Regions from separate parts of the Mus musculus genome. Here region 1 is linked to region 2. A link is a contact called in public HiChIP or PLAC-seq data. All regions are on one chromosome and are shown on one strand. The core of a region is the stretch at or near the end of the contact, and the rest is flanking DNA. Distances in the headings are between cores, read along the strand shown. Region 1 has its middle 13 kb from the start of Gm41329. Region 2 has its middle 30 kb from the start of Fer1l6.

Region 1 (4,022 bases), core at 961-3,460, 270 kb after region 2:
ATCACACCGTTTCTCGGTGACATTTATACAATTATGTCAAAATGGTACTGTATTGGATTATGAGTATCAAGTGGAATATAAATTGGGGTGCTTTTTTTTAAAGTTCTTTAAGATTCATACAATTATCTTATTAGATATGATACATAAGTGGTTCAGAAATGCTATGGTAAAGTTGAAATGTCTCCTCTTAAAGAATTTAAATTTAACTAAACGAACTTGAACCAAAAGCACCTCAGGAACCCTCCATATCAGTATTCCTGTTGTGCGGACCTGTGGAGGGCTGGAAAGCTAACTCGGTGGTTAAGAGCTCTTGCTGCCCTCCCATAGGAGATGAGTCCCATTGCAAGCACCCACATCTGGCAGCTGCCAACTGACAACTGCCTGTAACTCCAGATCCATGGGGATTAGGTGCTTCTGACCTCTGTAGGTACAAACCACGCATAGATACGCACATGTAGAAATGACCAAATAAAACAGCTCTTTCTGTGAAGACTATAGCTTCAATTCAGTGTTGTGAGCTACAGATTTTGACAGTCCCTAGTCCCCTTCCTCCTACTATGACCATGATAGGTCTCAGCAGTACCATTCAAGAGACATCCCAGGGCATGCCAGCCTGCACAGATTCCTGTCAAATCCTGCATTGGGGTGGCAAGCCCTCTCCCCACTTCGCTTCTCCAGGGTAGAATGAGAAGGTTCGACTCTTTCGGACTTGGACTGTCTTGTCCTCTTGGTCCAGATGAGTCATTTGAAGAAAGAGGAAGGAAAATCATGTGTCAGTCCCAGGATCAGTCACACACTGAGCAGTCCATCAAGTCATGGCTTAAACAGCTCAGGACCTTCCCTCACTGCACGTTGGATGGAGGGAGAGTTAGTGAGTTCCTACCCTGATAATCTCAGCATATGCAATACGGGGATCGAGGAAACTCCTCAACCACTGTGTGTCACCTGGAAGCCCTGGATGACCACTCTGGAGGGTTAACATCAGCACCAGGTGCTCTGGGTAGAGGTCATCATGGGGGAGACGTGGGGAGATCAGGATTGTTGCTCCATGAATATCGCCCAATTCGCAGGCGATGCCCCACCCAGCTTTGAACTCCCAGACACAACAGGCTGAACCCCAATAGAGTGTTTCAATGGTGGCAATGTCACTGTGGGAAGACACAGCTGAGGTTTTACTCTGGTCATTCATAGAATGAGACCCAAGATGGCTGAGTGAGGCAGCCCTGACTGGCATGGTGCTTGCTCAGTCTCCATTGCCCTCCTGAAGACTCACATCAGGAACCAGTCAGGCTAACAATGTTCAGTTACAAGACAAGGGACATTGAAGTGTGGTACGTGGAGGTTAGTTTAAGATGGGAAACTGGCAGAACAAGGCATCAAACCCAGGCCTACAGACTTTTCAGGAACCTTCTGATTGTTGTGACTTCTATGTCCTTTATGCCTCCGGAGTGGGGGGGGAGATCAAAATAGGATCCAGTTCCCTTTCCCTCTCCTTCCGCAAACTCAAGGAAAGTGGCCTCTGAGAAATATACAAGAGGAACAGTATGGCAAGAGCCAACCCTATTTCAGGTTACAATGCTGAATCCAGAACACTGAAGAGCCGGCTATCCATTCTCTTCCAACTGGGCTCAGGGTTTGTCTGTGAGAGAATAGAAAGAATCCCCTAGCAAAGCCAATAGAAAACCTGCCCCTGCTCCAGAGTAAAGCCACAGAAGGCTCTCTGTAGACAAAAGTGGTTTCTCAATGTCCCCCTTCCTCCTCTTCTTCCTTGACAACCTAGAGTCATGTTCCTCCTTACAATCTGTCCCAGCTGGGCCAGCTCTTCACTCCTGAAAGACAGCGGGACATTTCAGCATCGGACACATCTGAGCAGTGACCAGATGACACAGAAAACACAGGCAGCATCGTACAGACAGCATCACACCGGCTACCCTGTCAAAGGTGTTCCTAAGGTCACCAACCAGGGTCCTAGCTTCCCAGAACTTGACTCCTGTTCTGTCCTAGATAACCAGCTAGCATCTGTGCCTAGTTTTCTGCCTCTTGAGAAGCTGAGTTCACAATCTTGCCAACCTCACGGGATCTTTGTTTAAATTAAGGACAAGGCACCCTAGGGGGCATAAATGTGATAAAACAGGAGCTGTTTCTTTCCTTCTGCTCTTTTGTATGTTTGTTTTTCTGCTTGATCCATTGCTCTGGGCATGACTCATCGGGCTGGTGAGCTGAAACATCTGCCAGATTGTCAACAGAAATGTAACAGTTTAAAGGCGAGGCTGGCGAGGCTGGCACAGACGCTGATGCTTCTGACTCCACACGCAGCCCTCCAGCGAAGGTAGATACTTCAGTGAATGTCAGATCAATTGAGAAGAGACTGGGATCCGTGCACTGGGTTTAACAGGCTGCGGCCTCCCTCCTCCTCCTGGCTAGTTTGGAGACCTAAGCTGATTGGCAGAGGATGGCTTATGAAGATTTGCTCCCTACAGGGCTTTTGCCCCTCTATAGGTCTAACTCTGCAGTTGCCACCTCGCTTGCCTGCCTCTGTCAACTCCAGTGCAACTGTGTGGGTGTCTGCAAACAGGGTTGCACTCAATTTTGCTCTCCTCATCCTTAGAGCTAGAAGGTGCCCACAGCTGAGCTAGTACTCAATGGTGCAGTTGATCCAATTTAAACTTATCCCCAGCGAGACTCAGACTATGGCTATTTTATTTGGCTTTGACAGTAATAACCTTCAGTTACTGACTGTTTGCCTGTACTCCAGCCTCAGTCTCCCTGCATCTTACCTATGCGTGGCTTACAGTGCAGCCAGATGTCACCCTACGGATGGTCCCTTCTCTCATCTTCTATTCTCTCCTCCTCGTCCTCTTCCTCTTTTCCTCCTTGAAGGGACTCTAGCAGGCCCAAACATGGCAAACATGGCTCTGCAGGTCTTGCCCTTCTCCCCATTCCCTCTGCCTTACTAAGAACTCTTAGATGGCAGTCCTAAAGCTAGCCACCAAGGTCTAGTCCCTTATTTGGCCACTTCCTCCTCCTGAGGCTTAATACCAAGGTCCAGCTATCAAAGTATTGAAGTCCAGCAATCAGAAGCTCCCTCTGGCTCACCTAATAACAAACATCCCCGATCAAAATTAAACACCTCATCCCAACTCGGACTTTCTCGCTTCCCCTTTATAAACTGCATTTGCCTACCGGCCACTTCTCTCTCCTCTCTATTCAGAGGCTGTCCTTTGTCCCCCCAGGACAAATATCCCTGCCCTCTCTCCTTCTTCCTTGTCTTCTACCTCCGGTCCTTGTGTCTTATTCCCTGACCTTTGTCCCTGTGGGGCAAATAAATCTTTGTGCTTAGAACTTGGTCTTGAGGGTCCTGAGCTGATACTGATCCTTACACAATCTTCCTCTCCTTCCTCCTCCTCCTCCCCTTCCTCCTCCTCCCCTTCCTCCTCCCCCTCTTCCCTGAGACAGTCTCGTGTACCCTAGCCTCACATCCAACTTGCTTTGCAGCTGATGATGGTCTTGAACCTCTGATCCTCCTGTCTCCATCTCCCACGTCCCAGGATTACAGGCATGTGACACTATGCTCAACCTATGCCACGCTGGGAATCAAACCCAGCGCTTCATGCACGCTACACAAGCACTCTACCAATGGAGTCTCATCCTCCACTCCTCCTCCAGTATCATTTCTACAATGCCAGCATTCCAGGATACACAATCTCTGATGGTCAGTCGGGGAGGGGTGAGTTAGTTCTTTTTCCTCTGGCTTGGATTAAGAAGTAGGGTGGGAGAGCTGGGCGTGGTGGCACACGCCTTTAATCCTAGCACTCGGGAGGCAGAGGCAGGCGAATTTCTGAGTTCGAGGCCAGCCTGGTCTACAGAGTGAGTTCCAGGACAGCCAAGACTACACAGAGAAACCCTGTCTCCAAAAAAAAAATAAAATAAAAGGGAAGAAGAAGAAGAAGAAGAAGAAGAAGAAGAAGAAGAAGGAGAAGGAGAGGGAGGGGGAGGGGGAGGGGGAGGGGGAGGGGGAGGGG
Region 2 (4,541 bases), core at 1,966-4,465:
ACTGAGCAAGCCAGGGTGAATGAGCAAGCCAGGAAGCAGCACTCTATCCCCCCCCCTTCCCCCCACCCCGAATCAGCTGCCTACAGTTTCCTGCCCCGTTTCAACTCTGCCCTGACTTTCCTCACTGATGACAGTTTGACCTAAGACTTGTAAGCTGAAATAAATCTTTTCTGCCACAAGTTGACTTTGGTCAATGGTACTGTAGGTGCTTTATCAGAGAAACAGTATCCCTAAGGAAGACAATGCCATGAAAGTCAATGCAGTGAGCGTCAAACCTGTGCTTTCCTGCCTTCTGTTCCTCCCCACCCCCACTCTGCTTCCCTCTTTCCTTTCCTTCTTTCTACAGATCTCAAAGGAGCCTTACTGAACCCTAGGATCTTCAACAAGATTTAAGGATTTAGTTGTCACAGAGTCCCAGTACTCAGAATGGCATTTGGCACACGGTAGATATATAATTGTCCAAGGTGAATGGCACTGGACAAGGTCCCAGAATCGGAGTAGGTGCTGCAGAGGCAGACATGAAGACTCAAACTGTCTGAAATTACACAATTCACAAGCTCTAAAGATTCTTCAGGAAGTGGCTATATTAATAAGAAGTGTAGGTAATATTTATTAGATGGTTGCCATAGGCTTGCTTGGATGGAGTCGAATTACTTTTTAAAAATGCATATGAACTTGTGCATGTATAGACAGGCCAGAGCTTGATTTCTGCTGTCTTCCTCGATTGGCACCCACCTTATTTGGGGGGTCTCTCCCTGTACCCGGAACTCACTTATTGGAATGACTAGCTGGCCATTGAGCTCAGGGCACCCCCCTGCCTCCACCTTCCCTGCACTAGGGTTACATGATGCAACCCTGGGCCCAGCTTCTACTGAAATGATGATCTGAACTCAAATCCTCATGCTTGTCCAGCAAGCGCACAACACACAGACCATCTCCCAGGCCCCCTACTTGGCCAGCCTTGAGGATGAGTAGGCGGAAACGTCTTCACTGTATCGGGCACAGGCACGGCCTCTGCAGGGAGTCAGAAACCTCACACATCAGCTATGACCTCCAGGCAGCCTGCGGGTGTGGACAAAGCAGGGCATCCAAACCACTTAAGAGAGTGATCATCCAGTGTACAGAAGAAAACAAAACCACGAAACCAGCCCGCACTTGTTGTTGTTTTTGTCTCCTGAAACCTGTGACCTAGTCAGTGAAGGACGGACATTTCTGACGAGCTTAAGAATCCTGACCTGCTCTCTCCACTTCGAGGGACTTACAGAACAGCCATGTATCAACTGACAGGCGTGAGGTTCAGTGAAATCTTCAATAGTCTGTCTAGAGCGAGGAGCATTTTGAGATGGCCTCAAACGAAACCAAAACAAAGGAAACCAAAGCAAACGGAACCAAACCCACCCCACCCACCCCAACCTTTCTGTTTAAGGAAAGGATCAACCTGTACCTGATGGAATACTTTGCTCCTTGGCCTTGAATAAGGAAGGGTGTGCTTGTGCTAAGGGAAGAGCACCTCCTGCAGAAATGGTGTGCCAACTGTTACTGATACTTCCAGACGGGAGCCTGGAAAAAAGATGGTTCTTGGGACCTTTCCCGGCTGTGTGTGGCTCAGGTCTTCTTTATCCCTGGACCTTACCCGCTCTTTACCCACATAGCAAAGACCACCATCTGTCCTCCAGCCACGCTTCCTTGCTTATTTGCTGTGATCACAATGCCGTGATGGTTTTCTGACTGTTGCGCTATCACGATTCATGATATTATCTAGTAATGAACAGGGCAGGAGAGGTGAAAGGGCTTAGTGCTCTGGTGTTACAGAAGAGACCTCAGTGCTGACAGGTCTCTATTATAGACAGGAGGTGCTGAAGTTCAAATGCAGCTCTTGATCGATCTCCATGGGGTGTGTATGTGTGTGTGTGTGTGTGTAATTTTTTTGTTTTTGTTATATAATCCTACAGTCAAAGGAAGGAGCAGTTGCTTAGTTAGGGTGGGTGCACTAGAACCACCTTGGATGAGACATAAATGTTCTTCCCAGACCTCACCCTAGAGAAACTGAATTAGGGTTTTCAGGACTAGGTTCCCAGGGGAGTCTTTGAACATCCAGGGTTGAAAGCTGCAAACTGGGTTCTTGGTTAAGACTGTTCAAAGGTTTGAGTTCTCCTTATTCACACAGAAGGGAGAATGAAAACTTAACACAGTGACATTTTCTGCTCAGTGTGCTGTTTCCTTTCCTCTCTGGCTTAAACTGCTTTCACAATTGTATTTAAAATCAAGAATTACCTTCCGAATTTTAAAACCATTAACAGTCCTCTGCATGGTGTGTGTGAAGTATAGATAGACCAATGAACAAAAAGCCAAGATGACTATCTATCTATCTAATCTATCTAATCTATCTATCTATCTATCTATCTATCTATCTATCTATCTATCTATCTATCTATCATTTATCTACTATCTATCATCTATCTACTATCTATCTATCATCTATCTATCTGTCTATCATCTATCTACTATCTATCTATCTATCTATCTATCATCTATCTATCTTTTTTATCTATCTGTTGCTCTGTCATCTATCCATATTTATCCTTCAGCTAGAACCCAGGGTCTTATGTATAGTGAGCACTCTACCAGAGCCTAGCTAGAGTAGTTAGTTGTTTTTTGTTTTTTAGATAGCCACTTCTTGTAGTGCCAGAGACAGTTAGTTACATTTAAAAATAAGCATTCTGGTGGGTGAGTTACAGGGTGCACGCAGGTCATTTTGAGGCCATTCCTTGAAACTATGATTATTTTATGCTCCTCATTAATCCTCTATTGTTCTAAAATGAGCCTTCCTCATTCTTTGTGTTTGTCATCACCGGCCACAGGAGCATAAATGACACGATCTATGACTAAGAAGAAAAACAACTTAAAGCCATTATAATCAGAACCATATGGTGCTTAGTGGTGTTCAGCTGAGTGAGACTGAGTCACGAGCACCTCTGGCCTCGGCGTACCGTGTGTTTGCTTACTTGATCCCAGACAGAAGCACCCTGATGCTTTATGTGTTAAAGAGAAAGACTGCTTCTTTTTGACAATTGTATCATTGATTAAAATTAGAGGCAAAAGAAAAACTAAAACTCCAATGAAAAACTTGTATCATTACCTTTAAGAACCTGTTTGGAGAAGCCTTGTGAATCTTGAGTCACCCAGTGCCACTGTGGTTCTCCAGTGTCAGGTTACAGCATGCTGCTGCTAGCAATTTGGGATAGATTCCATTTTCTGGCTCTCATTAATAATGGCCTTCTCTTCACAGGAGCATTTGTCCCCTGGGAACTAGGGTCTAAACATGTTTGATATGTGTCTTTCTGTTCCTGGCTTAACACAGTCTAGAGTCCCTTTCACTTTATGGTAAAGAACATGTTTTCCTCCATCCAACAGCTGAATGGCACTGCATTGTATATATAGCCAAGTTTATTTTATCTCTGTATCTGTTGGTGGACACACGGGCTGATTTCATAACCTGACTTTTATGAGGGATTCTACAATAAGCATTTATCTGCAGGTATCTCTAATATATGCTAATTCGAGTCCTTTGGACTCTCATCAAGAATTTGTATAACATGATCCTGTTATACATATACATATACACATACACATACACACACATACACATATATACATAGACATATTATACATATGCATAGCCCAGGTTAGCCATGAGTTATGTTGCTCTTGACTCTAACTCCTGAGTAGTGGGATTAGAGACATGAGCAATCCTACCTAAATGTACTTCATTGTCTCCTTCCCGCCCTCTCTCCCTCCCTCCTTCCCTTCTTTTCTTCCTCCCTTCCTTCTTTACTTCTTTCATCCCTCCCCACCTTGTTCTGTATAAACTGGGAGTTTTGGCAACAGATGTATAAACTGATGGCATGACCACTCTAAAGTATGGTTGAACAGAAGGTTTTTGTTGTAGACATGAAGGGGAAAGCAGCCAGAGGGATCTGGAAGAGTCTAGAGCAGAGAGACAAAGTAGACTGACCATGGCCAGCAGAGTGACTTGGCTATGAGAGAAGAGAGGAGAGGCAGAGAGAGGTAAGGGCCATGAGAGGGAGAAAAAGAAAGAACACAGAGAGAGAGGGAGGAGGGAGGAGGAAGGAGGAGGGGGAGAGGGAGGAAGGAGAGGGAGGAGGGAGAAAGGAGAGGGAGGAGGGAGAGGGAGGAGGGGGGAGGGAGGAGGGAGGAGGGAAAGGGAGGAAGGAGGAGGGAAAGGGAGAGAGAAAGAGGATTTGGCCAGGAGACAAGAGAGAGCGGCAGAGGACACGAGGAGAGCTGAGAAGTGCCAGGATGCCAGCATGGGCTCTGAGGTGTGTAACAGGAATTTGTGATGCTGAGGGACACTAGAGGCCGGTGTGTGCTCTGGTATGCTAGTAGCCTCCGCAGACAGTCATTTGATCCTTCAGCATGCCAGTGATAAGGGAAACTTTATCACTGGCAGAGGGGATCCAGCTTCAAACGTTCCTGAGGAATGTCTAATTGCCAGAATTTGGGGAAATAGAGTTTTCTTT

What was found. HiChIP or PLAC-seq counts read pairs in DNA pulled down with a chosen protein or histone mark.
Region 1: a FOXA1 HiChIP or PLAC-seq map of pancreatic cancer cells shows a contact between it and region 2. The contact joins two enhancer-like sites. A contact is called at or near these places in 6 of 484 Hi-C or Micro-C datasets (the MNK3 cell line, adipose-derived mesenchymal stem cells, embryonic fibroblasts and 2 more), 2 of 115 datasets of contacts at active chromatin or transcription factors (SST interneurons and pancreatic cancer cells) and 1 of 9 other capture datasets (embryonic stem cells).

Annotation. Positions count from the first base shown.
Region 1 is chr15:58,744,876-58,748,897 of GRCm38.p6, forward strand. No RefSeq gene overlaps it. Among named protein-coding and RNA genes, the nearest start is that of Gm41329, 13 kb to the right of the region's middle. Within about 2 kb of position 2,211, at least 60 of the 459 cell types and tissues checked have an H3K27ac peak or open chromatin away from gene starts, as enhancers often do. A contact at or near this core is called in pancreatic cancer cells, where this site is marked.
Region 2 is chr15:58,477,611-58,482,151 of GRCm38.p6, forward strand. No RefSeq gene overlaps it. Among named protein-coding and RNA genes, the nearest start is that of Fer1l6, 30 kb to the right of the region's middle. Within about 2 kb of position 3,216, at least 58 of the 459 cell types and tissues checked have an H3K27ac peak or open chromatin away from gene starts, as enhancers often do. A contact at or near this core is called in pancreatic cancer cells, where this site is marked.